Regions from separate parts of the Sus scrofa genome. Here region 2 is linked to region 1. Evidence: chromatin contacts called from public Hi-C data. All regions are on one chromosome and are shown on one strand. Each heading gives the region's core, a stretch centred on a gene start, on an enhancer-like site or on the middle of the called end of the contact. The rest is flanking DNA. Distances are from core to core; before and after follow the strand shown. Region 1 holds the start of GOSR2 (Golgi SNAP receptor complex member 2). Region 2 holds the start of ARF2 (ADP-ribosylation factor 2).

Region 1 (4,261 bases), core at 974-3,473:
GTTGTGGTCTCCCTAGCATCATTCTTTAACCAAAATTAACCAGCTGAGACTGTACATCACAGATTAACTTCAAAGCACTACTCAGTCCACTATGCCTTGCTATTATAAAAAACCTGCCCTTTCTTAGTAACATGAGCATAGTTTCCTGTTTCATTCCTTTTCCATCTGATTCACAGATCTAGGTTTTAAAGTCTCCTATAATTTTTATATGAAAGAGAATAAGGCTCCCCAGTGTAAGACCAATTCAAAACTATTAAAAGTTAGGCACTATATTTTCCTTCTCCCAAACCAAACACTTATTCAATAAAATAAAATAAAAAATGACACAGTAACTCAACGAAATATAAACTTAGAAAATGAAATAAGAGGATCATCATCCCTCTTATTCTAATGCTCTGAAGAATTTCTTTTGTTGTGAATTCATTAGGAAGGCACATCCCCATTTTATTTCTTTTCCAGCCCCTAAGGGTGTGACTTAATGAGTTTTTATCAGCACAAAACTATAGCATAAAATTGAAAGTTGTTAAAACAGTTGTTAAAAAGTTGTAAAAAAGTTGTTAAAATAGGATCGGTATATGTACACACTCTGGAAAATTGAAAACAGAGACTCAAACAGCTATTTGTACACCAGTATTCTCAGGAGTATTAGTCACAATAGTCAAAAGGTGGAAACCATTAATAGATGAATGGATTACAAAACACTATGTGTGGGTGTGTGGGTGTGTGTGGGGGGGTGTATGTGTGTGTATCCACAGAAGAGTATTATTCAGCCACAAAAAAGAACGATATTCTGATGCATGCTATGACTCAGATGAACCTTGGAAACACTGTCAAATGAAACGCTAGACACAAAGGACAAATATTGTATTATTCCACTTATATGAGATATCCAGAATAGGCAATTCAGAAACAGAAACTAGAACAGGCTCCCAGGGACTTGGGGAGAAATAGGGAGGAACTGTTTAATAAGTTTCTTTTTAGGAGAGTGAAAACGTTCTAGAAATGGGTAATGTTGACAGTTACACATCGTGAATATACCTGATGTCACTAAATGGTACACTCAGAAATGATTACAATTTTAAACGGTAAATTAAATGATATTGATAATTTAAAAATTAAACGGTTAACTTTTGAATGGTAAGTTGTATGTTATGTATGTTTTACCACAATAAAAAAAAAAATAAATCATAAAAAATCTTCCCCCAAAATAGGATAGGTATGATTCTATTTCCATGTTCAGCTACATATCTCAACAAGTTCCAAAAATGCAGGACAATATGAATAAAGGGCACTACCAAGGAATTTAAGTTATGAGATGCTAAACCAAAATTCAATTTCCTTAAAAATAGTCTCTAACCAGATCTGAATAACAAGTACTGTAATAATACTGAACGCTATCTATAGGGCATTCTTTCTATCCTAAAAATATGGTCTTTAATATAAACCAAAATCGTAATAAAAGAAAAAAAATCACGGTGTAGCAGCAACAAGATTTGGGTCAACCAAGAGAAGGAAATGACATCATTCAGGAGCAGTGAGCTATTAATTAAACTTTTTCTGACGATTTTAGTCCAGTGATGGAAACTTCCAAACTGCTCTAGGAGATCCTGGTTGGTACTGCTCATTCATCTGCCATCCGATCATACCAAATGTTAGATCTTTTTTCGTACCTGCCCTGACTCTCCAACTAAACAGTAAACGCCTATGTGCAGGGGCCGATTTCCCACCAGCTCTACCGATATGGACCAGAGTTGGCAGGTACCGGACAAAATATTACAACCTGTAGGTGCTACTTTCACTTCACCTAGTCTACCCGGCAAGTAGTCCCTGCCTCAAAACTCTCAGGAAGCATTCGGCCCAACGTCCCCGAGCACCAGGCCGGACCCTCTGGCCGCCGCTGACCTGGGCGTCCAGCCAGAGATGGAACACTTCCGAGCTGCCCTCGCCCCGAGCCCGACCCCCGACAGCGCCCAGGTGAAGGACTGGGCCTCCATACTGACGGACGCCTGAGGCCTCAGCCCGCGGTAGGGGTGGGGCGGGGGAAGTCCTCGCCTAGCCTGGCTTCGTCCCCGCCCGTGCCCGACGCATCCCTCACTTGTGCGTTTGCTGGTACAGCGGCTCCATGTTGCCGGGCCCGCCGGGTCCCGCTCCGGCTTCCTCGGAACACGTCCCCACGGCCCCACTTCCGCCTTCCGGCTTCCGGTCGCAGGACCCTCCCGCCCCTGCCGGCTGGGACTGCCCCAACACGCGCCCTACTGATGATGGCTGCGAGAAAGGAGAAGGGGAACGAGAAAAGAGCCCTGAAGAAGAAGGCGAAGTGTAGTCAAATGTTGTGCCTCAGGTAGGGGGAGAGGAACCAGAGGTTTTGGCAGGAGGCTATTTTTCTGCATCGAATCAGGCATTGGCAAGGGCATTCATAGAGTACTGACGTGGGGTCCTCAGAGTAAGGTCGGTGGCCAGCGGACGGAGAGCTCATCTCTGCCGGAGCAAGGTTAGGAGGGTTCCTGCTTGAATTTACCTTATAGTGTTTAGTTGGGTGACTGGAGATGTCTCTCTTCACAGGAGCCTCTGGTGCAAGCATCTCCTATCTCGCCCCCACCACATTTATCCATCTAATAAACCCACAATGAATGAGTGGCTACCGTGTATCAAGCTAGGACATGAAGGCTTTGGACCCTTGGGCATCTCCAAGTAGACGTTATCCGTTTCCATCCTCCCAGGCTTATCTGCCGTTCCTCCCAAGGGAGGAAATGTTCCTTTTCCTTTGACGAGTTGATGCTTCTATTTTCCTGTATCCTAGTCCCACCCAGTTTTGTGTCCCAAGAGATTGTCCACCCATGTACATTCTTTCTCTAACATTTTCACATTCTAATGCTTATTTATTAATGAGCACCTACTATTAGAGGCACAGATATTGGGAGGAGAAATACAAGTAAGACATAGCCCCTTGGAGTTCCCCTTGTGTCTCAGTGGGTTAAAAACCCAGCTAGTATCCATGAGGATGAGGGTTCCATCCCTGGCCTCGCTCAGTGGGTTAAGGATCTGGCGTTGCTGCAAGCTGTGACATAAGTCACGATGTGGCTCAGAGCTGGTGGTGGTGTGGCTGTGGTGTAGGCCAGCAGCTGCAGCTTGGATTCGACCCCTAGCCTGGGAGCTTCCATATACCATGGGTGCAGCCCTAAAAAACAACAAAAAAGGGGGGGAGGCATCATGCCCTCAAGCTATATGATAAGGTAGCATAAGCGCTACAACCAATACAAAGTACTGGTTATCTGGAGAAAAGCAGGAAGGATTCAAGGACTAAATAGCCTATGAAAAGAGCCTTCAAAAATCAACAGAGTTTAGGAGTTGCCTGGTGGCCCAGCGGGTTAAGGATCTAGTGTTGTCACTGCTGTGGCACAGGTTCAGTTTCTTGCCTGGGAACTTCCACATGCCACAGGTTGCAGCTGAAAAACAAGAGTTTTAACAGTGTCTTGCACACACTACCCATTCTATAAATGTTAATTGTATTGGCCTGGTGGAGAGCAATGAGGCTGAGGAGACCCTGAACAAAGGCAAACAGGGGGAAAGAACATGATCTCCTGTGGCCCCTTTAGGGAGCTTGGAGGAGTAATAGTATTAGAAGGAAAGTTGGAGCCAGATCACGGGAGAATCTTAAATGTCATACTTGGACTTGTACTGTAAATTCTTATCTATAAGTAGTTGGAAGCTTTCAGAGCCTGGGTAGAAATTTCAGATTTTCGCAAAGAATTTTTATGTTTATGTTTCGGTTCTTCTTTGGACCTCACAGTATTCCTGTGAGGTGGGTAGAGCAGACAAGAAAACTGAAGTCCAGGGGATCTCTCTTCTGCCTCTCAGTCTCTTAGACCTTTATACGTGCTTAGACCTTCCTCCAAGGAGAAGAAAACTCCATCCCTCCAACTTATTGCACTTTTTTTTGGTTTGTTTTTTAGGGCTCCACCCATGGCATACGGAGGTTCCCAGGCTAGGGGTCGAATCAGAGCTACAGCTGCCAGCCTACACCACAGCCACAGCCACATCCACATCCACACGGGAGCCGCATCTTCATTTACCTACACCACAGCTCACCACAATACCAGATCCTTAACCCACTGAGCAAGGCCAGGAATCGAACCTGAAACCTCATGGTTCCTAGTCGGATTCGTTTCCACTGTGCTGCAATGGGAACTCCCAACTTGTTGCACTTTTAACTTCTACCTTATTTTTCTTTTATGGCTAGACCACTTGCACAGTCGATCTA
Region 2 (4,261 bases), core at 986-3,485, 320 kb after region 1:
TTTAGAGCCACACCTGCAGCACATGGAGGTTCCCAGGTTAGGGGTCCCGTTGGAACTGCAGCTGCTGGCCTACGCCAGAGCCACAGCAACTTAGGATCCAAGCTTCATCTGTGACCTACACCACAGCTCATAGCAACGCTGGATCCTTAACCCACTGAGTGAGGCCCGGGATCGAACCTGCCTCCTCATGGATCCTAGTCGGGTTCCCTAACCACTGAGCCACAACGGGAACTCCTACAAGACAACTCTTTAGAGGATAGCCTTTCTCCTTAATCTTGTAAGGGACCATGATGACCCATGACCCACTCCTCACTTCGCACATGTAGAACTGGATTGTGTAAACTGTCAATAATATGTCATTTAATGTATAGCCCTCTGTCTCAAAAATTTTATGTACCTGTGCTTTGACTTTTAAGGGGCAGAGTTCTTGGAGCTCTCTGAGAGGCTGTTCCCAAGGTTATAATTCTCAATTTGACTCGAATAAAATTTTCCATTTTTTCTTAGATCAACTGATTAATTTTTCATTGACAATTACATGAAAATGATTAAATAAATCAGGATATATCCATATAATGGGATATCACACAGCTACCAAAACTGTTAAAGACAAAACAAACAAACACAGAATTCCCTGGTGGCCTGGTAGTTAAAGATCCAGCATTGTCACTGTTGTGACTTGGGTTCCATTCCTGGCCTGGGAACTTCCAAATGCCATTGGCATGGCCCTCCAAAATGTTTAAGACAAATGTTAAACACTCTGGAATATACTCATTAAAATATTAAGTGGAGGGAGTTCCTGTTGTGGCTCAGTGGAAATGAATCCAACTAGTATCCATGAGGATACAGGTTTGATCCCTGGCCCTGCTCAGTGGTTAAAGGATCCAGCTTGCTGTGAGTTGTGGTGTAGGTCTCAGATTAAGAGGAAAAGAAGACTGTATGTATTCATAATCTGAACTATGTAAAAATTTCATGGAAAAATGACTGGAAAGAAATAAACCAAAATGGTAACAGTGACTGCCTCTGGATAATAGGATGATGGGTGTTTTTTTTTTTTTTTTTTTTTTCTCTTTTTTGTCTCTCTCTCTGGTGGGGAGTGTCTTTTTTTTTTTATTATACTTTAAAAAATTACTATAATTTTGTTATAGTTAGGAAAAATTATAATTTTAAAAGAATCATGTAGAAAAACCTCTCATACTTTCTTGTATTTACTGTCATATATATATATACACATACATATATATATATATACACACATACATACACATATACAGTCATCACGATCAAGAAAGTATTTGGTTAAAAAGATTAAGGCGTCAGACCTGAACTTAAAACTCTGACCTACTATTTCATTTTCCTCTTTGTAAAATGGGAATAATAGTAGATTCCAGTTCACGGAGCGTTATATCATGCAGGTCAAGTTCTCGACATATTTCCTGGCACATATTAACAGATGTTAGTTTTTCCTAAAATGCACAGTTATATGCCATTTACGGGCGTTTGTAAACTTTTCAGTGAACCAAGTTGGCATTAGGTGTTGAATTAATGAGAACACTTCTCAAGACCGTGGTCCTGAGCATCTGAACGAAGGTGCAGGTTGCTAGCATTTTTCCCAACTGTTGAAAATCTGTTCAAAAACAGGGCGGCTGTCTAGCTTCACACTAAATAGGAAACCTTCCTTATGTCTAACTCTGGTGTCGGCGTCTTGGTGTTTCCCACACAGACCAACGCCCCAAACTAGTTTCTACTTTTAGCTCAACCAAGGCAAATTTCCTTAAATAACGCCCAGAACTTGGCCACGCCCACATGCCCGCACCCAGTTGGTCCTAATACTCCCTGGGTTCGTTCAATCCGTGGAAATTTTCCTAGTTGATTGGCAGAGCAAATCGGAGTTTTTTTTTTTTTTTACTTTTTTGATTGGTCACGAGCAGCACTGGGACGGGGCACATGGGCGTGTCTCGCCGGGACGCGGTGCGTTGTCATTGGAGAATGAAGCCGGTATTTCCAAAGCTTCGTGCCGTCGCCTAGGTCCCCAGGGGCGGGTGTCCGCCCTCCTAGGCTTTTATTCTCCTTGGCATTGGTCAGACTTGTCGTCACTCACGGAACTTCGAGCTCATTGGTAGAAATAAACTCCAAGAGTCAGGGAGTGATTGGTTGGTTACTGTTCCCGCCCCGAGCCTGTCGCCATTTTGCGGAGGGGATCCGAATTCTTAAAGGCAGCGGTATTGGTACCAGTGCTTAGTTCGGCGGCAGGTGAGTCACAGGCGAGGGAGAGATGGCTGAAGGCCTGGCTGGATTTCCGCACCTTTAGAGGTCGGGAAACTAGACAGCAGCAGGTGGCCTTCACAAAGCGTTTGGGTTCCCTGTCCCTTTTCCGCCCTATGAGAAGAATGGCCAGGCTGCGGGGATCGAGAGACTTGGCTCTCATCCTCTGCTGGGCTCTCTGCTCTCCCGAGGGCCCGCAGTTCGAGAGGAAGAGGCCTGGAGGCCAGGCAGAGGGGACACTCGGAGGCCTTCCCCGGGGACCTGGCGCGTCTGCTCGCCCGCTGCGCACGCCCACTTGGCCACTTGCTCCGGTTCTTGTCCTGGACATCTTCCCGCAATTCTCCCTGATGGACAGTTGGTGCTCGTGGGAGGGGAGGGTGAGCGTGCCAAAGAGGCGCCAGGGTCGGCAGCGTCTTCCAGAGGGTCTGCAGCAGCTCAGCAGATGAGTAGGAAAAAAGAGAGGCCGGAGGGAGAACATGGGATGTGTATACTGTGTGCGGTTGGGAGGAGGAATCGAGTATTTGCTTCATAGGACATGCAAGTGGGAAGTAACCTTCCTTCTCCCAGCATGTTCCTCACTGTTTTTCTCATTTATGAGATTTGTCCTTTTTCGGAAACAAAGACAAAGACTCTTTAGTTTGTCGCCCAACAAGCTTTTTGAGTACTGCAGTGCGTTGTATTTCTATATACTTACTCTGTGCGGCTCTTGTAAGAATGATTAAAACATTGAGCATCATTCTTTGGTTAGAGTAGTTTGCCTATACCTAATTTATGTGCAGGATAAATGCTCTGCTCCTTTTCTCAGGTCGTAGAATAAAACGATGTGTGCTTGGACATCATCCATGAAGTTAAGCTACTGTAGGACAAGGTTCAGTTTTAGAGGTGGGGCCTCGAATTTGGTGACCTCCCCTCTGAGGTCCCTAGGGTTCTGATGAATGGGAGATGGACTGTTCTTGTTCCATCTTATCCCTGCTCTGCCCAGGAGTAAAGTTTTCCTTTGGTTTGCAGTTGAAAGGGAAACAAGGGTTGTATTCAGTACTGCTTCTAAGTCTTTAATTGGAATGTCAAGCTCACACTTCAAATAGGCTGATTCGTTAAAATTAAAGATGTAGAGTAAATTTCGGCAAAGCCAATCTGTCTTTGCTATTAGCTTCTTTTATATAATCTTTCATGCACTCGACTGAAAAATAAAATACTGAACATTTATGCAGTTAGATGTCAGTACACCTTTTGGGGAGTAATGACTGGGAAGGGGCACGAGGAAATCTGGGTACAACAAATCATTTTTTGATTTGGTTTATGACATTTCATTGAAGTAAATGTTATCATGTATGTTTATATCTATATGTAAATTGTATTATTTTCCCCTCTTTCTGGCTGCCCTGAGGCATATGGAGTTCCCAGGCCAGGGATCAGATCCAAGCCACACTTGTGACCTGTGCCGAAGCTGCAGTAGTGCTAGATCCTTTAACCCGCTGTGCCAAGCCGGGGATCGAACCTGTGTTCTGGTGCTACAGAGATAACCACTGATCCCATTGGGCCACAGTGGGGACTCCTATATCTATATGTCAAAAAAAGTTAAAAAAATTGATTAAGGCATTCTCTGGTAGTGTAGTAGGTTAAAGATCCATTCTGGCCATTGCTGTGGCTCAGGGCACTGCCCTGGTGCAGGTTTGATCCCTGGCCCAGGAATTTCCAAATGCTGCTGCTGGCAAAGCCAAAGGGGGAAAAAAATTAAGAGTAAGGTGAGTAACGGTCAACTCTGGATGCTATGGTATATTTGCAACTCTTTGCCTAGTTAATTTCTCTATTAGCAGTGTAGTTTCCCAATGCTGTATTTCCTCACCTCTGAAAATTTTTCCGGGTATTGATATGATCTGCTAGCCAAAGGCAACTACTAAATTTCTAAGAGATGTTACTATTTAACCTGACTTAAAGACTTTGCTTCACATTGTGTAAAATAAACTGGTTCTCTGCTCTTAAGTTCTCATTTCAGAAG

What was found. Hi-C and Micro-C count contacts between places; a contact is called where the count stands out from the background.
Region 2: a contact with region 1 is called in a Hi-C map of skeletal muscle, with 4 times the contacts expected there. The contact joins the promoter of ARF2 here to the promoter of GOSR2 in region 1. A contact is called at or near these places in 1 of 47 Hi-C or Micro-C datasets (skeletal muscle) and 1 of 2 datasets of contacts at active chromatin or transcription factors (alveolar macrophages).

Annotation. Positions count from the first base shown.
Region 1 is chr12:17,766,044-17,770,304 of Sscrofa11.1, reverse strand. GOSR2 (Golgi SNAP receptor complex member 2) reads right to left here and starts at 2,223. Exons shown (of 6, transcript XM_003131316.6): 1 at 2,096-2,223. The coding sequence starts at 2,124. It overlaps LOC102167870 (a long non-coding RNA gene), which reads left to right and starts at 2,357. Exons shown (of 7, transcript XR_002337079.1): 1 at 2,357-2,491.
Region 2 is chr12:17,445,922-17,450,182 of Sscrofa11.1, reverse strand. It overlaps ARF2 (ADP-ribosylation factor 2), which reads left to right and starts at 2,235. Exons shown (of 5, transcript NM_001145220.1): 1 at 2,235-2,250. The region is part of intron 1 of LOC102165973 (a long non-coding RNA gene); the gene reads right to left.